Linked DNA regions of Zea mays: regions 2 and 3 are each linked to region 1. A link is a contact called in public Hi-C data. All regions are on one chromosome and are shown on one strand. Each heading gives the region's core, a stretch centred on a gene start, on an enhancer-like site or on the middle of the called end of the contact. The rest is flanking DNA. Distances are from core to core; before and after follow the strand shown.

Region 1 (3,569 bases), core at 309-2,808:
CGATACATCTGGGTAAACGTGGAGCTATTTGTGGGTTTGAAATGTAACGATCCTGGAACAGAAGGATGCGCCGTTCATCATGGTTTCCATGTAATTTAGCCCCTAATATATAGCTGGAAATGTGAATGTGTTGAAACTGACCGTGAGCTGGAGATGTTAAGTGTGGATACCTTAGATAGACATAGACTGACATCTTGCACAGTGCTTCCTCTATCTCAAAATATTTTTTCGTCTCGTATTTTAAGTGTGGAAATGTTGGAGATGCTCTTAGAGTACAAATATATGACTGATTAATCTGATGATGTTTATAATGTACCATAAAAACTAGTGTTTTTTGGTATATATTTGGTCTAAATTGAGATTGTTTAAACTCCTCGAAATATGATATGGAGACTTATTTTGGGATTGAGGGAGTATGAAATAAATAACCCTGCTGTTCTCTTTCTATAGCAACCATTTGACAATCCAAATTTGAAATTTGAACAGATTGCGGCAACACCTAGTTGTAAGGGTGTATGTCCTGCAATTGCGATGGTCAACCGCTAAAACACTTTCTGTTAGTGGCCTAATGGCCGTATGATTTCTAAAGAAGACGTATCAGTATCACCGTTGTTGCAGTAGCATGACAAATTCTAGCACCAACCAAACCCATTTATCAGCTAAAAAAACCCTGGTGGGCTATAGGACTAGGAGGCAGCAGCAGTGGTTTTGATCTCGTCTCTTGCTCGCATTTCGTCGAGCACGTCCCTGGCGGGCGGTGAGACCGTGGTCTCCCATTCCGCGAAGTCCTCCTCCACCTCCGCCGCCTCCTCCTGGAAGCCCAGCCGCTTCATCCCCCGCGCCATCACCCTGTACACGTACGCGTCCACGTTGAGGCCTCCCTTCCTGACGGCCGCCTCGTACACCCTCCACGCCGCGCGGCCCCTGCCCTTGGCCACCAGCGCGCGCAGCAGCCTCGTGAGCTTGTACACGTCCTCCTCCCCGTCCACGAACCCGCCGCCGCTCGCCTTCTCCTCCAGGAACGCCTCCACGAGCGCGTCAACGGCGGCCTCGGCGTCTCCCTCGCCGCCGGAGGGCGAGTGCGGCGCGGAGGACACGAAGGTGGCGTACAGCGCCGGGTCTGGGCGGTACCAGGGCTCGGCGCGGGCGATGTGGAGCGCGGCGAGGGCGAGGGACCAGTGGCCCTGCCGCTGGAGCTCGGCCATGGCGGCCACGAGGTCGGCCTTGAGGAGGCGGCCCAGGGCGGTGGCTGCTGCGGCCGAGGCAGCCGCCGGCGAGCGGTCGGCGGAGGTGAGGCGCTTCAGGGATTGGATCGCCAGGATGGCCTCCGTGGAGAGGGAGCGGCCGCGCTGGAGGGGCCCGCGGTTGTCGCGCGGCCCGCAGGTGATGGACACGGGCCTAGGCTTGTGACCGGCACTGGGTCCTGGGTTGGAACATGGGCTCCGGGTGAGGCGCGGGACCAAGAGGAGAGACGCCATTGGAGCGGAAGCAGGGAAGCCACGAAGCGGTAGGAGAAAGAGAACAGAGGAAGTCAGTGGATGCTGCGGATTTTGGGTTCCATGTGATTGCCTATCTTCCGTCTTTCAGTATCTGAGGTGTTTGGTTTTGAATAACAATTTTATGAATATATTTAATATAGTCTAACTAGACTAAATATATAGATGATGATTAAATATCGAGATAAATTTATTAAGTTTAACTTACTCATGATTAGGTTTAATAGATTCGTCTTCCAGTTTAGTGTTGTTTTTTATAACTACTTTTATAATTATACTGCACTTAATATTTCTAAACTTTAGCACATATTAAAATATCTATTTAAAATGGCTAAACTTTAGCACCATGATAAAATTTAGCACATAGCATCTAAACATGCTCTTATTCTTGTAATTAGGCTCCATTTAATACTTATAATTACATTCAAATATCTGATATAACATAAACTAAACTTTAGTCAAGGAAGCACTCCTTCATCTCCAACATAAGTTTTAAATGAAGTTGTATTTTTAAAATATAAGACTTTAACACAAAATGCCTCAATAGGGGGTTCTATTTCATAATTCATCAAATAAGTATAGAATTTAGATTCTCAGGTTCTAAATATATGCCCATAACGATAGAGCTCTATCCTCATTTTGTACATTATTCTAAATGTTACTAAATAATATGATATGTAACTCAACTGTTATATCTGCAAATGTTTTTGTGGCCCTAAACACTTCAAATCAGGTTATATTTTAAATTTTAAGACTCAAATATAACTTGTTGGAGATGCTCTAGTTAATGTCTAGTTTAGAAACTTAAATCTCTCTTTTAAGATTTAAGTTTCTAAACTAGCTATAAGAGCTAGTTTGGCAATACTATTTTCTCAAAAGAAATTATTTTATTTTTTCTTGGAAAATGAAAATTCCTTGTAGTTGGAAAATTAGTCCTCAGGGCTATTTTGACGATCCTATTTCTTAAGGAATTTTTATTTTTCTAAAGATATTAGTTCATTTTTTCTTGAAAAAAGAAAAAATGAATCTATTGAGAAAATAGAATTCTTAAACTAACCGTAATAAAGTTTTTAACACCATATTGCCTAATTGTCTCCCTTCCCGTTCAGATCTACTGCCAGCCTAGCCAAGCAAACTAACCGGCGGGAGAATAGAGAATAACCACTCCATGGCTTCCATCCGTTCCACGTCTCCCCAAAATTCTCATCTAGTCACCGGCCATTCGGTTGTGTCCATTGGCTGTCAGTCACTTCCAGTCCTAGCCAACTCCTCCGATGCTCCAATCATCAACACTCTCTACCTGTGTCCGTGTGCTCTGCTACTCTGCACCACCAACCAACCAGTGCTGCCCTCCGCCGATCCACTGACCTACCGCGAGCGCCAATGGCGACCGCCGCGGTCCTGGCCGCCACATTAGCGCTGTTCCTCCGCGCCGCCGCCGCAACGGCCGCGACGGCTGCGGCGGAGGCGGACCGGATCGGCAGGCTGCCTGGCCAGCCGCCGGTCAACTTCTCCATGTACTCCGGCTACGTCACCGTGGACGCGGCGGCGGGGCGGGCCCTCTTCTACTGGTTCATCGAGGCGGCCGGCGTGCCCGCGGAGTCCGCGCCGCTCGTGCTGTGGCTCAACGGCGGGCCCGGGTGCTCCTCCGTCGGCTACGGCGCGTCAGAGGAGCTCGGCGCCTTCCGGATCAACGCCGACGGCAGGACGCTCTACTTGAACCCCTACCCCTGGAATAAAGGTCCGATTTTGGTGCCTAGGCGCGCTCGCCTACTTTGATCTGTAGGTAGCGTGTTTGTCATGGGGATGATGATTGATGACTGACTGGTTGGGTTGCAGTGGCGAACATGCTGTTCTTGGACTCGCCGGCCGGCGTCGGCTACTCATACTCCAACTCCACCTCCGATCTGTACACTGCTGGTGACAACAAGACAGGTGAATTGGCAGAGTGGTTTAGACATTTGTCTAGTTCTAGGACTCTACATGTATTCATTATCCTGCTGCTGGCTGTTGTGATTCTTGCTCTTGCGAATTTTTCCGGCTAACGCTCTTCTGCAGCCCATGACTCGTACA
Region 2 (3,569 bases), core at 696-3,195, 330 kb after region 1:
ACAGCAACGTCGTTTACAAGCATGGCGACCACAGTTTCGCAAACGTTGACATTTTCTTTCACACGTCAATTCTTGGTAGCAGGGCACCTGATGCAGACATGCAATGCATCACATGAGCACGAAGGACTAAGAACTTGCATCCCGCTAATTTATAAAATAGAAGTATCCATAACCAGCTACAGCATTCAATGTTATACTAAGGACGTTGCTTGTTGCACAACCTACTAGCCAATACTGAGGAAAATGGTAAATGAAGAGGAACTACTTGTTGCTCTGCCAGGTGATATCTGCATATAAGTTAAAAAGTTTGACGGCACAATCTAATCTAAAGCAAAGGCCTCCAGACATCAAATGTGAATCCATTGATCTTAGAGATGTAAGCTATCTACAAGGTTCCAGAGCATTATCTTTTGATGTAGGCACTATGAGAATTAAGGTTGATAGTGCCTCTAAGTTAGGCAGATCTAGTGTCAGAGACTCCCACATGAGTGGGGTCTAGAGAAGGGATAAATTGAGGCAAGCCTTCTCCCCGCAAATGCGGAGAGGCTGCTTCGGACCTGCAACCTGGTGACACTATCAACAGAGTGTCTCTAAGTTGAATTTTGAATTTATATAACCAGATAATTCATTTGTTCGATTTATCCGCTTACATGGATTGATCCATTGTAAATAAACTAGATAAGACTGTACCTCCTTCTTCAACCCCCCGCAACGGCAGGCCTTAGTAACCACAAGACGGCAAGTCCCATCACATGGCCCACGATGGCAGCGCTCAGGGCACCTGTGTCGTCCACACCCAAGCACCTTCTCACAAGTTGATCCGCATGTGGCAGCCTCTGCATCACACTCCAACCTTGGATAATTTTTCTTCCCACACGGGCAAGTGCGTCGACCTCGGAGTGGGCATTCCCCACACTTGCCCCCATGGCACCCCCTCTCACACTTATGCTTACCGCAATCTAGCATCCCACCACACTCCCTCTTGCACTGGAAAATCCTTTCAGAGCACAATTTCTCCTCCAATATCTCTCCACACTCACATTTGTGACTCCCCAGCACTGCACACGGCGGGCAGGGGCCATCATGGCAATCCACTGGACAGTGGTGGAGTCCACAGCTAAGACGTTTGTTGCATTTCCCCCCACAAGAGTAACGCTGATGTGCGCAGCGTCGGGGCTCCCGGTGCACTCCACAGAAGCACGTCGCTTTAGGAACAACGGCCGGGCATGGCGGGCATGGCCCTGGGTGGCACAGCAGCAGGCAGGTATGCTCACAGCCGGAGTCGAGATTCGCATCAAGACGGCGGCCACAGACGTCGCCACAAGAGTGGGGGAGGATCCAGGGGTCCGGAGCCGGGTCTATGGTCTTGGAGCAGAAGCAGACGTAGGAGGAGGGGATCTCGGACTTGGGGTAGGCGAAGCGGCACTTGGGGCATCCCCAGGTTGGGCACGGCACGGCGGGCCCGGATGCTGACTGGTGCGCCCATGACTGGATGCAGGGGAGGTGGAGGATGGCAAAGCAGGATGAAGAGCATGACCACACCGGGTCAGAGGGGCGTATAGGATCGAAGCAGATAAGGCACGGCGGCGATCGGCGGCGCGCGGCGGATGAGAGGAAAATGCCAACTTTCGAGAGGTCGGCCCCCTCGCCAGCAACCGAGAGGTAGGCAGAGACAACAGAGGCAGTTGCGGAGTCGGAGGCGGCGAAATCGGCCTCATCCGCAGAGGAAGATGAGTAGGAGGAGGGGTCGGAATCAGAGATGACGCTAGGGTTCACCGCCAGGGGAGCGGGTGCCGGCGACGGTGAGGGTGCTGGTGGGCGAAGAGTGGGTGCGGCAGCGCTGGAGGTGCGATTCGGCTTGCGGGAAGAGGATCCGGCTGCAGCGGCAGCGTAGGAGGACGGCATGGCCGGCGGCGTGGTCGTCGCCGGAGACGGCAGTGGTGGTGCTGGTGCGCGCGCGATCTGTGAGGACTGAGACTCTCCAGCAGTAGTGTCCCCTAAATTCCCGTCCCCTAAAGCAATATTCTCTGTTTACAGAACACTCTAAAAAATTTTGTCATCTATATATTCTCAGTCTCCAGCATCGTCCTCTAAATTCTGTCCCCTAAAGCTACAGTGTTAACAGATTCCTTTTTTACATTTTTTTTCATTTTTCTTTGTTTTCTTCTCATTTCACGCTACACAAATGATGCGTCAAAAATGTATTTATTAATTTTTAAATTAATAAATTCAAATTGTCAATATTAATTACATTGCTTGTTTTGTTGTTGTGTAACTGTTGTCGATAAAGCGCCGCATAGTATATTATCGGTACGAAAATATGTTTTGAAATTGACAAGCTTCCACCGTAAGCCAGAACTCTTCTTTGAGAAGCCATGCTCTTACTTCCCCTGCACGGCAACCGCATTGCTTGTCTCCTGCCCTTCGCTCGATGCCTTCGCCAATCTCGCTGCGCCAACGGAGACAACGATCGGCAGTCTTCACTCTTCGTCCGGCACGCCAAAGGACGAAGACCTATGGCGAGGTCGCCCCATCCCGCGGCGTCGCCCAACACTGGAGCCCACGTGCAATCCGGCCCGTCATAACGGGCCCCGCGCTATCACTGCGCAGTACGGGCTCAAATTGTAAAGGTTTTTCTGTTATTACAGTCTGTAACCCTGCTTTAATGAGAATATTCAGGGGAACCTAGGCACCTGAGGGCACATGTGTCCTTAATCCTTGACGCTGGGCACTCAGACACCTATAAATACCCCCGCACAGTGCCCTTGAGAGGCCAGATTAACAGAGCTATTGCCATCTCAAGTTGAAACCTTGTTTACATCGCTTTCACTCCCACGTTGGATCAACTCGCCCAGGAAAACGAGTTCCAACATTTGGCGCCCACCGTTCGTGCTACGAAAAAACCACCCGCGATGGCACCCAAGAGAGCTACCTCGAAGGCTGACGAGGCTGCGAAGGCAGCACTGCTGGCCGAGAAAAAGGGCAAGGCCCTTGTCGACACCACCCACCAAGAGGCCTGCGAAGACGACGCACTCAGCAAGAGGCAGCGCAACGAGCAACCCACTCCCGAAGGCAATCTCCGCACCTGCAGCTCTGGAGGACAACCACAACTTCCCCCAGGCTTCGCTCCACCAGAGGGCGCGAACGCCACCGAGGACGGCGAAGTCATCGGCGTTTCGGCAGAAGAACAGCTACAACTGCGCGCCTTGCGCATCAAGAACCGCAACCTCCAGAAGCAAAAAGAGATCCTCGAGGCCAAGCGCCAACGCGTGTCCGCACAAGCCAAGGTGCGACAGATGATACGCGACGAAGAGCAGAAGGCTCAGGAGCTTGAACAAGAGATCGCCCTCATGCAGAGCGAAGGCCAACTCGGCCTGCAACACGGCCCACCCCTCCAACAGCGCGCATGAAAGTCGCCTAGAGGGGGGGTGAATAGGGCGAAACTGAAATTTACAAATATAAACACAACTACAAGCCGGGTTAGCGTTAGAAATATAATTGAGTCCGCGAGAGAGGGCGCAAAACAAATCGCAAGCGAATAATGAAGTGAGACACGCGGATTTGTTTTA
Region 3 (3,569 bases), core at 423-2,922, 260 kb before region 1:
CTGAGTGTTGTACAGACCTAACCGAGCCAAGTTTCCTAGCTTGCCCATGCTGTCCGGAAGCACGCCGGAGACGGACGTGAACCCCAGACCGAGGAGTTCAAGGCTGGCCAGGTTGCCGATGGCTGAGGGGATGCTTCCGGATATCCCGTCGTTGTATTCTAAACGGAGGATCTGCAGGGCCGTCGTCGAGAGGTTGCCTACCGAACCTGGCAGCCGCCCTGTGAAGCTGTTGTCGGCGATGTTTAGATCCTGGAGCTGGGTACAGTTTGACAGGGAAGCCATGAATTCCCACCCGTTTCTGTCGTCTGCTTCCAGCTCGTTTTGGAACAAGTACAGGAGCTGCAGACCTCTGAGTCTCCCCAGCGCCGGAGGCACGCGCCCGTGGAGCATGTTTACAGAGAGCTCGACCCGCTGGAGCGTCGTGAGGTTAGTGAGCGAAGCGGGGATGGATCCCGTGAACTGGTTCCAAGAGAGGCTAAGGATCGACATGCTGGGAAATCTGCTGCCGATCTCGGCGGGGATGGTACCATTGAGCTTGTTCGCTTGGATCTGCAGTCTTTCCAGCGACGACAGGTTGTACAGAGAGCGTGGGGGCTCGCCGGAGAGGTAGTTGAAGGCGAGGTCAAGTCTCGTGAGGCCTACGATGCTGCCGAGGCTACGAGGGATGGCGCCCTGTAGCTGGTTGAATGCGAGGGACATGACACGAAGCGACGACAGGTTGCCTATGGACTCCGGTACGGTGCCAGTGAGGTTGTTTCGAAACAGTATGAGCTCCTCGAGGCGTGCGAGCTTGTTGCCGAGCTCAGAGGGCAGGCCTCCGCGGAGGTGGTTGGACTGGAGGCGCAAGTCCACCAGGCTGGTGCATGAGCTTAGGTTGGCGGCGGAGAGCTTACCGGAGAAGGCGTTGTAGCTTAGGTCAAGCGCACGGAGGTGGCGCAGGCGGCCGAGGCTCGCGGGGATGGCGCCGCTGAGGGCGTTGGAGCTCAGGTTGAGAAGCCTCAGGGACGAAAGGTTACCAACCGCCGGGGAGAGGACGCCGGTGAGCCCGCGAGAGGGTAGGAACAGCGCCACCACTCGACGCCGCCTGCCGCTGCCTCGGCACCTCACCCCTTCCCAGCTGCAGTACCCGCCGCCGCCGCCTGCGCTACCGTTCCACGAGGCAAGTACGTCTCCATAGCCGCCAGGCCCGCCATGGACCGCCGCGACCTTGATGGCGTCAAGTGCGGCCTCGTCGTTGGCCTGTGTGGCCGCCGCGAGAGTCCAAAGCAGGCACATGGAGGCGGACAGCACCAGCAGGTTCACTGGGTCTCGGTGCTTTACCATGTCAGCCGGCGTCGAGTATTGACTGAGACTGACTGGGTGATTGACTGGGTGTGCGGAGACGGAGAGGGTCCGCTGCGCTCCAAGATGGTATGCGAGCTGCTCTAAATATATAGGTGTGCGCCTGCATTGTCAAAGTGGTGGGGACCTACATGCATTTACCAGGATCGAACGTCGAATCCATTTAGATTTTAAAGAAATGAAATTCATTAGCCCACTCGGCTCCGATTGTCTTCGTTAAAAAAAAACTAGCCAATTCAATAACAAATTGACTAGTCATCTACGGCAGCCAGGAGCGGAGCCAGGATTATAGTATAAAAGGGGTCGAACAATTCATCAAATATTATAAGATAAAAAAATATTATAGAATATATAAACATGTGCATACTAATTTACGTATAGCATAGATAATAAATTAATAAAAAAAGACTTACACCATATAATTGTATATTAATTAACTCCAACAAAGGTCAATTAATTTGCTTTTACGATGATCATTCAAATTAAAAGCTTTGATTATATCACGAGAGTTGATTATAGCTATCAATTCCATATGAATATAGATTATGAAGTAACTTCACACAAAATAATCTTCCATTTATTTCGTAGATGTGTCTTCATAAGTTTTGTAGCTAAAAGGCTCTCTTCGTGATTGCAGTTGAGACCAGAAGAGTGTCCATTAACCTTAATAATCCATAAACTATTTTATATATGAAATTTTTACACAATTTGACAAGACTTTTTATCAAATCGACAAGTGATCATAATGTATTTGGTTTTAGATGGTTATATATTCAAGGTGAAGCACAAAATTTGACGTGCACATCAACTATCCACTGACAACTTTGGGCTGAAATTTGCGACAAATTTTATGCTTAAAATATGTGATTTTTTTTACTTGGATACAAATTTATTTTAACAAAAAAATCTATATTTCATATTGTGTCATTATAAATATATAGTAAATTTTATTGCTCGCCCCCTTGTCTCCGGATCCATAAACATGTTATGTTATGCCAAGGATAACCCATATAAGGCTAAAAATCTTACTAGCCGTAGAGTATTACATGTAGCATAGTTTCAAAGAAAACATATATAACGATATCGTTTTAAAAGCTCAAACAATATGTAAAAATTGATGCTAGAAAAAGTACCAAATAAAGAGTCTTAGACGATAAAAAAAATATATCTTAATCATCTTACACCATTTGTGCCGACATCTTTGGTATAAAAAACATGCGGTCCTTTTTGTTGATCCACATCTTTTAATTAGTTTTGGCATTACTCTTTGACGTGTCTTTCTTATCATATATTTTCTATTCTAGCGATGTACCTTATGTAACCTAAGATATAGAATGTTGTATTGCAAAGCAAGTTCAATGGATAATGAAAACCATCAAATTCAATCCTTCTTGTCGTTGTGAACGTCACTGTTGGGGGCCTTCGGCTTCCGAAGGACCTCAAAAACATGATTTAACAATGTTTCTGGAGTAAAGTACATTAACAGGTATCTTCGGACTCGGATCAGAGCCACGGTATGAAGAAGCACAAAGAACACGAAGGTTGGCGCAAAGCCGAAGCTGCGTGTAGAAGAGCTTCGGGACAGCGGCGGAAAAGGAAACCGACTTAAAGATGAAAAACCATATTAGACCTCGAAGAATTATCATAGAGTTATTGATAAATGTAAAGGGTATTAATGTAATTTTGCATGGGCTGTGACCCGTGTCTATAAATAGGTGAATAGTATCCCCGTACTGTTCACGCTGACTGGGCATTCACTTTTGCGTCACGCCTGTACTTTTCTCCTTCAAACCGAAGGTACACTTGTAACTTATTCTTGTTCAAATAAGCAATAAAAAGAAGAAATAGAATAATAATAATATTTACAATAATTGTGTCACTTTCTATATTTTGTTTAAATGTTCTTCATTTTCTATTATGATTATGAAGGTATGACCTTCATAACTTTCGTCCTAAATTCACTATGTCCGAAAGGAAATAATGATTTGTAGGACGAAGGACCTTTTGATATTTAACATTTTGTGTTGCCTTGTTCTTGATTTATAGTATTTGAGAACAAGTCCCCAACATTGGCGCCCACCTCCGGTGAACACACTTCTATTTTTGAGTCTTGAACACTTTCGGCAAGCATCACCTTCGTCATGCCGCCGAAAAAAGCTTCAGCGACAGGAGCTGGTACTTTACAGCCGCTGGATCCCAATCAGGATGTCCTTTCTCTTAGAGAGGCC

Evidence for each region. Hi-C and Micro-C count contacts between places; a contact is called where the count stands out from the background.
Region 2: a contact with region 1 is called in a Hi-C map of ear, with 1.9 times the contacts expected there. The contact joins the promoter of LOC100383238 here to the promoter of LOC542158 in region 1. A contact is called at or near these places in 3 of 25 Hi-C or Micro-C datasets (ear, tassel and an unstated tissue).
Region 3: a contact with region 1 is called in a Hi-C map of leaf, with 5 times the contacts expected there. The contact joins the promoter of LOC103634833 here to the promoter of LOC542158 in region 1. A contact is called at or near these places in 7 of 25 Hi-C or Micro-C datasets (ear, leaf, leaf mesophyll and 2 more).

Annotation. Positions count from the first base shown.
Region 1 is chr8:15,557,395-15,560,963 of Zm-B73-REFERENCE-NAM-5.0, forward strand. It overlaps LOC542158 (thylakoid assembly 8), which reads right to left and starts at 1,559. Exons shown (of 1, transcript NM_001111780.2): 1 at 418-1,559. The coding sequence starts at 1,478. The coding sequence ends at 687. It overlaps LOC100281383 (importin alpha-2 subunit), which reads left to right. Exons shown (of 11, transcript NM_001154301.2): 11 at 1-324. It overlaps LOC100273202, which reads left to right and starts at 2,746. Exons shown (of 9, transcript NM_001365687.1): 1 at 2,746-3,237; 2 at 3,336-3,431; 3 at 3,555-3,569. The coding sequence starts at 2,880.
Region 2 is chr8:15,884,133-15,887,701 of Zm-B73-REFERENCE-NAM-5.0, forward strand. LOC100383238 (sequence-specific DNA binding transcription factor) reads right to left here and starts at 1,946. Exons shown (of 13, transcript NM_001175900.1): 1 at 691-1,946; 2 at 1-87. The coding sequence starts at 1,905.
Region 3 is chr8:15,297,947-15,301,515 of Zm-B73-REFERENCE-NAM-5.0, forward strand. LOC103634833 (probable LRR receptor-like serine/threonine-protein kinase At3g47570) reads right to left here and starts at 1,673. Exons shown (of 2, transcript XM_008657423.3): 1 at 1-1,673. The coding sequence starts at 1,323. It also overlaps a transcript of LOC100192076 not described here.